2 separate regions of the Pan troglodytes genome follow, and region 1 is linked to region 2. The links are chromatin contacts, called in public capture Hi-C maps. All regions are on one chromosome and are shown on one strand. Each heading gives the region's core, a stretch centred on a gene start, on an enhancer-like site or on the middle of the called end of the contact. The rest is flanking DNA. Distances are from core to core; before and after follow the strand shown. Region 1 overlaps DCP1B (decapping mRNA 1B). Region 2 overlaps LOC129136497 (a long non-coding RNA gene).

The links. Capture Hi-C pulls out chosen DNA fragments and counts their contacts.
Region 1: a contact with region 2 is called in a capture Hi-C map of stem cell-derived neural stem cells, with 7 times the contacts expected there. The contact joins two enhancer-like sites. A contact is called at or near these places in 4 of 7 Hi-C or Micro-C datasets (blood, induced pluripotent stem cells, lymphocytes and 1 more), 1 of 1 datasets of contacts at active chromatin or transcription factors (stem cell-derived excitatory neurons) and 1 of 1 other capture datasets (stem cell-derived neural stem cells).

What each region holds. Positions count from the first base shown.
Region 1 is chr10:9,108,057-9,114,314 of NHGRI_mPanTro3-v2.0_pri, forward strand. DCP1B (decapping mRNA 1B) reads right to left here. Exons shown (of 9, transcript XM_001153642.7): 7 at 5,246-6,127; 8 at 1,904-2,152. Among named protein-coding and RNA genes, the nearest start is that of CACNA1C, 24 kb to the right of the region's middle. Within about 2 kb of position 2,670, at least 2 of the 24 cell types and tissues checked have an H3K27ac peak or open chromatin away from gene starts, as enhancers often do. A contact at or near this core is called in induced pluripotent stem cells and stem cell-derived neural stem cells, where this site is marked.
Region 2 is chr10:8,817,134-8,823,735 of NHGRI_mPanTro3-v2.0_pri, forward strand. It overlaps LOC129136497 (a long non-coding RNA gene), which reads right to left. Exons shown (of 3, transcript XR_010148237.1): 2 at 4,758-4,929. Among named protein-coding and RNA genes, the nearest start is that of ADIPOR2, 9.0 kb to the right of the region's middle. Within about 2 kb of position 3,633, at least 20 of the 24 cell types and tissues checked have an H3K27ac peak or open chromatin away from gene starts, as enhancers often do. A contact at or near this core is called in induced pluripotent stem cells and stem cell-derived neural stem cells, where this site is marked.

The DNA of each region.
Region 1 (6,258 bases), core at 1,420-3,919, 290 kb after region 2:
TGAGAATCACGGTCTAATCAGTGGTTTTCCTCATGTTTTAATTCTAGAGACTTCTCCCTCCCACCCAAATTCTTTACAGTGTTAGTAATTCACCCACACTTCACATTCCCCCTTCATTCCCTCTTGGCACCCCACACAGATTTAGCATCATTCTCATGCAATGAAGAGAGTGATGTTATCCCTCTTTTTCCTGCAAAGTAGTCACAAAGTTCCTCTGCATGAGATTGTGTCCTAACAAGAGGCAGAAACTAAAAACAGACTGCTTGAGTGACTGGGAATATGAGGTGTGGTACACGGGAAGAAGTAAAATGCACGCAGAGAGTGGAGGGCAGGGGAATGTAATTTCTAATCCGCCATGTTCAGCCACTACTCTGGAGTAGAGTCTCAAGACAATGTGAAGGGAATCAGCCAGAAAACATATGGATCTTTTAAATTCCAGCTTAAGAAACTGGCTCAAAGTAAAGAGGTTCACAGATGTCTAATTCCTCATGAGCTTACTATGAATAGCTTTAAAAGGTGGCAAATATTTTTATCCTGATATTTACTTATGAATTAGTAGGGCTCAATCATTTGCTGTTGACCTTATTTATCTCTGATTGTTATTATGCTTCTGCTGACTTCTAGCCCCATTCCTTTCATTCTTCCTCAAACATGTTTCCTTCTTTTGTAGTCTCGCTATGTTGCTCAGGCTGGTCTTGAACTCCTGGCCTCAAGCAATGCTCCCACCTTGGCTTCCCAAAGTGCTGGGATTACAGGCGTGAGCAGCCACTGTGCCCGGCCAACGTGGAACCTTTTTAAAAATGTTGTACTAATTGAGACCACTGTCTTTTTAAGTAGGATAAGACAACCGCAGAAGGGCTGGCCTGCTCTCTAAAGGCCGTCTGATGCTTAAGCAAAGTACCACACAAGTTTTCTTAAAGATTATCTACCAAAAAGATACCTAAATACGTTAACTGGGGTGTCTGAAGTCTGTCTGGCTACAAATGTTCCACTTTTCAAGGACTGCCGTTGATTTCTTGGGTGTGCTTTGCTAGGGCACCTGTGCTGAATGTTCTCCCGAGGCTGGTCCCTGCCAACATTCATGTGGTGAACATGGCCCACGGGAGAGAGTACGTGGGAAGTGGCACTCGGGGGCCAGGCTGGGGGCATCCCAGCCCTGCTTATGTACGAGCTCCGTGCCTCAGGCCAGTTGCTCAGCCTCAGTTTCCTTGTCTGTAGAATGGGAAAAATAACAGGGTTGTTGTGTAAGGAGTGAATGAGTTAATGTGCTTGTGTGTAGCACTTAAAATAGGGCCCGGTGCCAGCTCTGCGGAGTGTTAGCTATTATAGCACTCGTTATTATTTCATAATTTCATAGGCAAGTGAGGCTAGCAGCTCACAAGGAGTCCTGTCACTCCATCCCGTCCTAATGAGCAGGTTTCAAAATGACTTGTAAAACATACCTGTAGCAGCCATGGCCATTATTTGCTTCCCTCCCTGTTTTCCACTCGCTCAGTGGCCTCTTCCCCACTCAACAGATGGCCCCTTGCCCACGACTGCTCCCACCTCTACCTCCCAATGGTGAGTTTTCTGTCTGGGCCTCCAGCACCCAGGGTCCTCTCAGGGACTGCTTAATCCCCAACATATGCTTCCTTCTCTTCTGACAGGTGACAGCTTGGAGGCCTTAGACAGTCCTTCAAATTACAAAATCCTTGAAGAGCTGAGACACCCAAGCCACACTTGGTATTATAAATAACACCTAGCTAACTGAGCACAGAAGCCGCTGGGGTCAGGATGAGTTGTTACACACACCTGTTATTCTCACGGAAGCTAAGCAGGCCTTGGCTGAGTCTTTATCTCATAGTTGCAGCCAGGAGGCCAACAGGCGTGGTCAGGTGCGAAGGGAGACGACGTGCTCGCTTACCTGAATGAGGTACAGCAGTGCCTCCTGGAGCTGGAGCTTGGTGAGTGGGCTGCTGGTGATCACGGAGGGCTCCGGGCTCTGTATGGGCAGGAGGAGGCTGGTGGCAGCAGCAGGTGGCTCCTGGCCTCCCACAGGCAAGAGGCCGCTCTCCCTTTCCTTTGGCGGGACGGAGGTGGGTTGTGCGAACACCATGGGGGACATAAGCAGAGACGGAGCTGCTGTAGCAGGGATGCGCTGAGGTGAGATGACCTGCTCACAGCAAATACACACAGAGAGCGGGGTTCAGGAGCAGCTCACGGCATGATAGCTTGCAGCGGCAGATACGGGTGGTTTAAGCATTCCCTGTCCACAGCTTCCCTAGCTGAGAAAAGTTTATGGGAAACTGATTCTTGCTCCACTACTCCACGCACCTTCCTTCAGCATCACTGAGCAGCTCTGGTATCGTCTGCTGTGGGGACTATTGTTTCCACTGCATATGCAGCTTGGCCTCTGGGTGACAGCTTATTTTTCAGGCTACCAGTATTTGGCAAGTGCATTTAGGACTACTGACCTTTTCCTTAGATCTGGTTGTCCATGACCCTGACCTAAAGGTCTCACAACCTATGTGAGCTGCCACCCTTGTTAGGGGCCTCCCCATTTCCCCTCCTGACCCCGGAGCACAGGAGGCGCTGTGAGAGCAACTCCCTGCCCCTCCTGCAGCCTCACTCACTTCTCGTTGGGAGGGAGAGTGATGTGTGGGTCCACCCCTTCTGGGTCCTTCCCTGACAGGATCTGCCTGCCTGCAGAGAGCCCTCATCTTCAGCTTCCGCAGCTGATGTGTTTGGGCTGACCCGGGCTGCCTGTTGCTCAGCCCTGCCAGAGCCTGTCTGTTGAGTCTAACTCCCTTGGCAAACAGACCTGAAACCAAGTTTTCTAACAGCCCTTTCAGTTATGCAAGTGACATTTTGATCCTTATCTGACTGACTCCTACAGCTATCATTTGCCTCTAACTCAGGGAAGAAAAAGAATGTTATTTATCAGCCTCCGAACTCTCCGAAAGAACTCCTAAGAGGGAGGCAAGGAGGCCAGCAAGCTAGAAGTTGCTGTAATTTTATAATCAATCCCTTAGCGTCTCTTTGAGCAGAAGCTGGCCTGGAGGAAGGCAGGCTGTTTCTTTTAACTTGTCCCTACATGACATTTCAAGGAGCGGTGCTGAGCAGTGATGCTCCCGGAGGAGGAGTCAAGCATTCCGAGCACAGCGTGGGCTGCTGAAACGCTTGCCTTTCTCACCCGGCTCTTGATATTTGTGAGTACTGAAAAGTCAAGGGAGTTGTACATCAGAAATTTCAGTCAGACTATATTCATCCCATGCTTCTAATTCTAAATCATCAAAGAGGAAAAAAGCAGACATTTTTAAAAGAGGGACAATAACACTGAAATGAGGGGGAGTGGGAGTTATAAATATTGTTTCTATAGCAATCGGTACTCAGATTTGGGATGTTAATAAATAATAAATGAGAACACTTTGACTCAGGGGCTCACAAAGACTTTTGGCACATGCCTAAGGTCTTTGTTTTCAAAAAACTGAATTTTTTGTTTTGAGACAAGGTCTCACTCTACTGCCCAGGCTGGAGTGCAGTGGTGCAAACATGGCTGACTGCAGCCTCAACTTCTTGGGCTCAAGCAATCTTCCCACTTCAGCCTCCCAAGTAGCTGGGACCACAGTGGCATGCAACCATACCCGGCTAATTAAAAACAAAAAATTCTTGTAGAGACAGGGTCTATGTTGCCCAGGCTGGTCTGAAACTCCTGGGTTCAAGCGATTCTCTTATCTTAACCTCCAAAGTGCTGGGATTACAGGCACGAGTCACCATGCCCAGCCAAAAGTGAAAGATTTTTGAGAAACTGTTATAAGTTACATAACAGGCCAGGTGCAGTGGCTCACGACTGTAATCCCAGCACTCTGAGAGCCCGAGGTGGGTGGATCACCTGAGGTCAGAAGTTCGAGACCAGCCAGGCCAACATCGTGACACCTCGTCTCTACTAAAAAAATACAAAAAATTAGCCAGGTGTGGTGGCAGGTGCCTGTAATCCCTGCTACTCAGGAGGCTGAGGCAGCAGAATCGCTTGAACCCGGGAGGTGGAGGTTGCAGTGAGCCGAGATCGCACCATTGTACTGCAGCCTGGGCGACAAGAGTGAAACTCTGTCTCAAAAAACAAAAAAAGGTACATAACAAAACATGACAAAGGGCCAGTGATGATATATGTGATACACAGGGAGAACTTTCCAATTTTTAAACCCAATGTACTTTCAATGAATGTGTTCCAATCCAAAGGGGAAATAATTCAGTGTCAGATCTCCAGATGTTACCCACAGGCAGATGATCAATAGCTTGTGGTTTCCTCACTGTCCCAAGTCAGTGATGGACATGGAGAAGCATCTTCTCTAAAGGAGAGAATCTTTCTAAAAACTGTCATATTTTCCCTCTCTGGCAGTTTGTGTGGGGGGTGGAGGTGGGTGGCATGCATACCTCTCCTGATCTACAGTAGGCTATACTGACGATACAGAGAAAGATAAAAACTGGCTGCACCTTTCAGGAGGAAATAGGCTGTTTTTTGTTTATTTCAAGAACCTACAGCATGGGCTGTGGGTAAGGAGTCTGTTTTCTTCATCATTATGTACCCACATGTAGACAATGCCTGACATGTAGTAAGTGCTCAAAAATATTTACTAAATAAGTGAATAATTTACTGTGGACTGAAAAACAAGAGGAGGTCAGTTGCTTGGCATTCCAGATTGATTTCAAGGCAGACCATACTAAGTTCCTACAGTCAAAAATTACGGTTTTCTCCCATGTCTGTGTTGGTCTTCAGACCTCCTAATATAATGAAGATTTAACTCTACAAGTAAATGCTCTCAAAAAGGTTGGGGGAAGTTCTCAGATTGTTAACCAAAGTGAAGATTCTCCTTCCAGGTAGAAAGCTCAGGCAATCAAGATGCACGGAGGTGGCTTCTGGCACCCTGCTCCAAACAGAAATGTACGTGACACATTGGTCCCTGGAGCATGGAAGTGGACTCTACATTTCACTGCATTATAGTAATACCTTTTTCTTTGTCTGTCTTTTTTTTTCTTAACAGACAGGGTCTCGCTCTGTCACCCAGGCTGGAGTGCAGTGGCATGATCATGGTTCACTGTAACCTCCGCCTCTTGAGCTCAAGGGATCCTCCCACCTCAGCCTCCTCAGTAGCTGGCGCTATAGGCGTGTGACACCAAGCCTGGCTACTTTTTTTTTTTTTTTTTTAGGGACAGGATCTTGCTATGCTGCCCAGGCTGTTTTATTTTGCCCCTGGTACATATTTACCTGGAAAAGAGGAGTCTGCTGTTCTGTGTTGGATGTCTTGTTGATCCAGGATTCCAAGGGTTTCCCTGTTCCAGAGCTCTGAGCGAGCACAGGAAACTTAGCGGCCAAGGCTGGCCGGTTAGAGGCATGCAGCTGCTGCTCCTGCTGTACAATCTGAAGCTTCTTCAGTAACTCTTGAGGGGAGATCACTCCAGAGCTGCCAGTCTGACTAGCAGAGATGGGGAGTGTTTGTCTTGGGAGTGTGGACTGTTCTCTTCCATGAGCCTGATGTCCTACTGTCTGAGGTGGAAGGGAGCCATTGAAATAGGCCTGTGGTGGCTGAGCCAGACCCTTTCCTGGAGCCACAGGGGTGACAGAAGTGGGAGCTCTGCTGCGGTTCAGGGCAGCTGAGCTGGCAGGTGCTGGTGTACTAGGGTCACACTTGTTTGCTGCCCCTGGGGTACTCTGAAGTTTCTCGAACAGGTTCTGAGTTCTGGAAGCATTTTGTACACCACGAGAAGTTCCAATGTTGTGAGGAGACCCTGGCTGGACAGGTCCTGTAAAAAATTCTCCCGCAGAATGGGTGCTGCCATTTTCACAAGGCCGGTTTTCAGGCAGCTCTGACAATGGGTGGAGGTCTCCGCTCCTGACCATGAGTTTCTGAATGGCTGGACAGAGCTGCTTCTCAATGGGGGGTGAGTGTCTTCTGGGTTCCTCATAGGACAGGGAGCGTACAACCCCCTGCCTAATTGGAAGCTTCTCTTGCTGCTGCTGCTGCTGCTGCTGCTGCTGCTGCTGCTGGTGGAGAGTCTGCGGAGGCTCCACAGTTTCCTGACATGTAGCTTTGTCCTGCTTCCCAAACAGAGCTGTCAAAGATAAGTGTTGGGGTTCAGGGTCTAAGGTCTGGAAAAAATAAAGATATCTGACATGAGTCTACAAACAATTTGGTTATATGAGGAAGTGCTATGAAACATAACTTATCTGATGACTTATTCTATTTACAAAGGATTGATTAGAGAGAATGAAAAATAATA
Region 2 (6,602 bases), core at 2,383-4,882:
AAACCACCATGCCAGGTGCCAGGTCAGAGATGTGGTTTTTTTCATCCCAGAGTCAAGAAACCAGAATTGCAGCCCTGGCTCTGCTGTCAAATTGTTCAAAAGCCTCTGAGGAAGAAGGATCAGGCTTCCAGGCTTTATTTGCTCATCAGTTCCCGGTGCCAGCTCAGGGTTTTTGCAAAGTTTAGCTGCCATAGGAAGTGAGAAATTGCTCTGGAAAATGTATATGTTCCCATTTTTGCATTTGTTATTGTTTCAGTTCTGCTGTGGACTGTTGTGAACTGACCCAGTAACCACAGGCTAGTTCTTTGCCTTCCAAGCCCTTTATTGCTTGTTTCCAACAAAGTAGTCAAAAACACGTTCTCCGCTAAACAAACTTTTTTTCTTTTTTGTAAGAAAAAAGACCAAAGATAGAAATACAGCATGGCTTTCTTTTTTCTTTTTCTTTTTTTTTTTTTTTTTGAGACCCAGTCTTGCTCGTTGCCCAGCTGGAGTGCAGTTGTGAGATCTCGGCTCACTGCAACCTCCACCTCCCGGGCTCAAGCGATTCTCCTGCGTCGGCCTCCCTAGTAGCTGGGACTACAGGCGTGTGCCACCACGCCTGGCTAATTTTTGTATTTTTAGTAGAGATGGCGTTTTGCCACGTTGGCCAGGCTGGTCTCAAACTCCTGACCTTAGGTGATCCGCCCGCCTTGGCCTCCCAAATTGTTGGGACTATAGGCGTGAGCCACCGCGCCCAGCCTTACAGCATGGATTTCTAAACAGAGCGGCTATTTGTTGCTGGGACAGGTAACTGAGAGGATAGATTTCATTCCCCAGAGAAGTTTAAGAAAAGAAGAGCATTTAGATGTTTTTAGAATTTAGTAGAGTCTAGAGCCAGGGAGAAAACCAGACATTCTCTGGAGATTCATTTCAGCTAGAGGGTTCTGTGTGTCCCGTCTCCCTTTCAGGGGTTAATCAGCCTCTAAAAACAGCAAGGGCACAAGATTCAGTACAGAGGACCTGGCTTCCCAACCAACTAGTTAAGTGATTCAGGCAGTTTCTTCAGCAATAAAACAGAAATAATACTCTCTCTACTTCAAATTAAATCATATGGATGTGAAAGCCTTTTGTAAAATATAAACTTTTAAAATATTGAGGCTGGGCATGGTGGCTCATGCCTGTAATCCCAGCACTTTGGGAGGCTGAGGTAGCAGGATTACTTGTGCCCAGAAGTTTGAGGTTGCGGTGAGCTAGGATCGAGCCACTGTACTCCAGACTGGGTGACAGAGCAAGACCCTGTATTAAAAAAGAAAAGGGTAATGGTATATCTTATATAGATATAGATAAGTGTATAAGATATAGCTTGCTTATATCATGGCAAGATCAATGAAAATATGCTTTTTTAAAAAGTAAAGTTTATTATGTAAGCTCTTGGGAATCATCTCAACTGAAGCCAACCACAAATGCAAGGGGTCTAACCTTGATGATCTGGATTTGTTTGGTCTTTTGTATACCCGGAAATCCACCATCCTTCTCTATGTTGGTCTTGGTGTTTCCTGAGAAGGCCAGTACCTGAAAAGTGAGCATTCCACCTTCCACTCCCCCATCACATGGGAGCCTTTTTTTTTTTTTAAATCCCCAGTCTGTTTACCACTTTGTCCTAAGAATCAAAGACTTAGGAAACTTTTTTTTTTTTTTTTTTTTGAGACAGGGTCTCACTCTGTCACCCAGGCTGGAGTGCAGTGGCGTGATCTCAGCTCACGGCAACCTCTGCCTCCCAGGCTCAAGCGATTTTCCTGCCTCAGCCTCCTGAGTAGCTGGAATTACAGGCACGCGCCACCACACCCGGCTAATTTTTGTATTTTTTTTTAGTAGAGACAAGGTTTCACCATGCTGGCCAGGCTGGTCCTTATCTCCTGACCTCAAGTGATCCACCCGCCTCGGCCTCCCAAAGTGCTGGGATTACAGGCGTGAGCCACCGCTCCCGGCCAAGGAAACTTCAAGAAGGCAAAGGCAAGGAGGCCCACCCCTGGGCCCTCAGAGGACATGGACAGGGAGCGGACTCTGAAAGGAGCTCTGGGAATGGACTCTGCCCCCTCTAGCCCCCAGGGCCTGGCCGCCTACACCCAGCTGCTTCTCCTCACTGGCCTCTGCCCCAGGCCATGGCAGCCACATCAGGGACGTGGAGCTGGGAAGCGTCCCCCCTTCTCACAGAAGGTCTGTGACAGTGGAGAAGATTCCCAGGATCTCAGGCTAGAAGTTGGAAGGCATTTTCTGAGGGCCACATGATTCCACCAGCTGGAGTTTTCTGTTCCCATTGTACAGTCCTTGATTTCTGGGACACAAGATGTTCTTTTAGGCTTTCCTGAATAACAAAGATCACACATACACTTGTTTATCTGGGGAGATGCCTTCCCGTTCTAAACAACTGACTTACAAATTCTCTTTCTGAGAACAATGCCCATTCATAAGTTGGGAACATTCTGTATGAGTGACTTCTGGCTGGGAAGGCACAGTTCTCAGGAGGGGGAGGAGTTCTCAGGAGACCCCTGTAAAGTGGGCCTGTGCGTAGACACTCAGGTCCCTGTGTTTGCTAGAAACACTTGGGCACACACAGGTGCCTGTTCCAAGCCTTCCTCCCAAGGAACACACCTGTGCATGTGAGTCACATGTCCCGCCAACGTGCCACCTAACCTTCACCCTGAGCTGGGGAGTATTGGGTAACTGTGTCCTCAGCAAAGTCACCCCACTGCTTGGGTAACACCTTCAGATAGTATCCAGGCCAAAACATGTTAAGAAAAAAAATTCACTCACAGCCAGAACACTTATTCCTGTTTATCTTTTAACAATGCAAGGGTAGGGAAATTGTTTGGAAATCAAAACGTGGAAGTTCGTTCATCCTCCCAACTCGTGGAGTTCTAAGGCAGAGACTGGCTAAGCTTTGTGGGACCTAAAAGTTATATAATCAGGGTGGGGCAGTTTAAATAATTACAAATACGAAATTATGAACAGGGCCTTAGAAGGCGAGGGAGAGGCCCTGAAACTTGAGCTTCATTCACTTAATGGAAAATCTAACTCTGATTCTAGGGGAAGAATCTAGAAGATTCCATGAAAATACAATGTTATAGAGCTTTAAATGACTTTCCCTAAAATACTTTTAATACTTCTTGCCTTAGTGGATCCTGGCTTTTCTTTGACAATGTCATTCAGTTGAAAACCCTCTGGGTAAAGGCTCTTCGCCTCCTGGCACCCCCATGGGGGCGGGAGGTGCTGCTCTCAGGGTCTTCACACCCCACTGTTGCAGCCCTTCGCTCAGCCGTCTCTCCAGCCGGACCATCCTCTCTGCATTTTGGTCCCTGTCCTCCGCCCACCCTGGGGCCCTTCTGCAAAGCACTGAGGGTCAGGGGCGCACGGACGTCTTCCTCCCAGCCCCTCATCCGCCAGCGAGCTGAGCCGCGCCTGGGCCCCTGTCACCGCGCCACCGCTCCTTCGGGACCTGAAGCCTCGGTGCTCAGCGATCCCCCTGCAGCTCACTGCGACCCCCACCCTTGCTGCGCCCTCCGCCTCGGCACGGCCCTCCCGGAGCTATGTGCCCTCCCTGACTTCATCTTCGCCCCTCCCCTGCCTGGCTCTCCCACTGCCAGTCACCCCAACCCCGCCCCAGCAGCAGCCTCGAGTTCCCTCTCCCCTCGAAGGCCTCGCGGCGGACTCGGAGCGGGGCAGGGCGGAGGCGGGAGGCGGGAGGCGGGAGGCGGGAGGCGGGGGGCGGGAGGCGGGGGGCGGGGGGCGGGGCCGCAGCTCCGCCCTCGGGAAATGGCTCCGCCTCCCTCGCCGGGAGCCGCCTTCAGGGGCCGTATGCAGCGACTCCCCACCCCGCGGGCCATGCCAGCGGACGGGCACCTCCGCGGGCGCAGAGCGAGTCACACGTGCATCCTCTCACCCTTCCCCCGCTGCACCGCCCGCTGTCCAGCCCTCTCCTCCTGTTTTCTCCCACTGCAGAGCTGGCTAAAGAACACTGCAGACTTGGGCCACTTTGCCCCTGCCCAGATTCCTGATTCCCGGCCTCGCGGCCCCACCGCTGTCTTCCTCTCCCCTCCCGGACTTCCTCTCGCCCCCAGCCCCAGCCCTCTGTGGCCGCGGCCTGCTCTGCCTGAGCTGCGCCTCCGGAGGTTCCGCCGCCCCTTCGCCTCCCCCTCCTCACTTCCCGCCTCCCCCTCCCCACTTCCCGCCTCCCCCTCCCCACTTCCCGCCTCCCCCTCCCCACTTCCCGCCTCCCCCTCCCCACTTCCCGCCTCCCCCTCCTCACTTCCCGCCTCCCTCCTGAGAGGTCCGCTGTCGGGAGAGAGGACTCGGTGTGTGCTCCGCTCGCCCTCCGCGAGATTCCCTCAGGGCACAAGCAGCGCTTCCTGAAGCTCGGTTAGCCCCTCACCCACCAGCTGCAAGGACGGGGACCCTGCCTTTCTCATCGCTCATCGCCCAGGGCCTGGCCGGGAGGAGGGCTTCTAACCGGGAGGAGCTGCCCGCTCTTCCGTGCCCCGCCCCCCAGCGCACCTGCCCGCGAACATGAGGCAGCCGGGGGGTCCGCTGGGGCAGAGTGCGGAGTGAAGGGGTGCACTGGGCACTCAGCGCGGCCCTTGGGAGGCAGGGCCGCCCCAGCCTGCCCTCCTGTCTAGGAAGGCCGTCCAGAAGCAGGAGCCCCGGGGAAAACAACTGGCTGGACGGGGCGGCCTTCAGTGTCTCTCCCAGCCTGAGTCGCTTCCCACCACCTGGGCACGAACCTGCTCTGCGATCTCCGGCAAGTTCCTGCGCCTCCTGTCGGTAAAATGCAGATCGTGGCGTCTTCCCTGTCCCCTGTGAGGATCGTGAGCCTATGCGTGTGAGGCCACCAAATCCCAATTCGTATGAACGTGCTGGAAGCAAGGGGGTCAGAGCACTTAGCGGCTCTCTCCTCTGGTGGGGAGAAAACAATGATTTTCTTAAGGACACAGTTTGATGGTGGAGGCTCGAGAGCGGCTACAGTTGGGGCCACTGGAGAGACAGAGATGGCCTCTGGAAGAGGGTGCTGAGTTATGTAGTGGCCGATTCACTGCAGGCTGCCTGCTAGATTGTAGGCTTGCTGAAGGCAGCACCAGTTATCTGTCGCACTGTTCGCTACAGAATTGTCCGCACCAAGCACAGCATGGACTCTGTTAGCAGTGCAGCAAACATTTGATGAAGGAAGGAAGGAGGGAATTAAAGGAGGAGGAAAGGAAAGGAGAAAGATAAAAAAGGAAGAAAGGAGGAAGGGAAGGAAGGAAGAAAGGAAGGACGGAGGGAAGGAGGGAAAGGAGGGAAGGAGGGAAAGGAGGGAAGGGATGAAGAAAGGGAGAGAGAAGGAAAGAAAGGAAGGAGGGAAGGAAGGAAGGAGGAAAACAGGAGGGAAGGAAGGGGGAAAGGAAGGGAGGAAGGAAGGAAGGAGGCTGCTTAGGGGTAAAATGTCTGTAGGGAGGATGCAGCCAGGCCACGAGCTAATAGAAGGTGCAGAATGTCAAGCTGCTGAGATGGACCATGGAAGGCAAGAAGAATGAGGGAATGCCCACCCAGTCCTCAATGACAAATAATGATCTTGTTTTATTTTGCTTTTTCCTCGATCTTAATTTTTAATCCCCAATGGCTGAATGATGGTGTTCTGTGCAGACATTTGTGTTCGGGTAGAGAGAAGGGGAAAGAATGCTGGGACTGGCCCACTATGGCCCTGCCCTTACAAACTAGAGGAGAGTAATTAAATGAAAACGATGGCAAGGATGTACATGTAAAACATTTAAAGGCTGGGCACAGTGGCTCATGCCTGTAATCCCAGCACTTCCGGAGGCCAAGGCAGGTGGGTCACGAGGTCAGCAGTTCGAGACCAGCCTGGTCAACATGGTGAAACCCCATCTCTACTAAAAATACAAAAATTATCCAGGCGTGGTGGTGGGTGCCTGTAATCCCAGCTACTTGGGAGGCTGAGGCAGGCGAATCGCTTGACCCGGGAGGCGGAGTTTGCAGTGAGTCGAGACCATGCCATTGCACTCCAGCCTGGGTGACAGAGGGAGACTCTGTCTCAAAAAACAAACAAACAGCAACAACAAAAAACATTTAAAGACACACAAGGCCGGGCGCAGTGGCTCTTGCCTGTAATCCTAGCACTTTGGGAGGCTGAGGCAGGAGGATCGCTTGAGCCCAGGAATTTGAGACCAGCCTGGGCAACATGGTGTAAACCTGTCTCTAAAAAACATAGAAAAATTAGCTGGGCGTGGTGGTGCGCACCTGTGGTCTCAGCTACTCGGGAGGCTGAGGTGGGAGGATCACTTGAGCCCGGGAGGTCAAGCCTGCAGTGAGCTATGATCTCACCACCGTACTCCAGTCTGGGTAACGGAGCAAGACCCTGTTTCAAAAATAAATGAAGGAAATAATAAAAATTAAGAACACACAAAAGTAGATTCAAAATATTACACACACTTTTACACCTGTATCTCTCTCTCCATCTTTATGTATTGGAAAGCTTGAGTCCACACTGATAATCTCCAAGTCCAGGCCGACAGCATGAGTGCATTCTTGTTTTCTCCCTTTCCCTTCTCTGCCAGTAAGAAACCCGGCTCCAC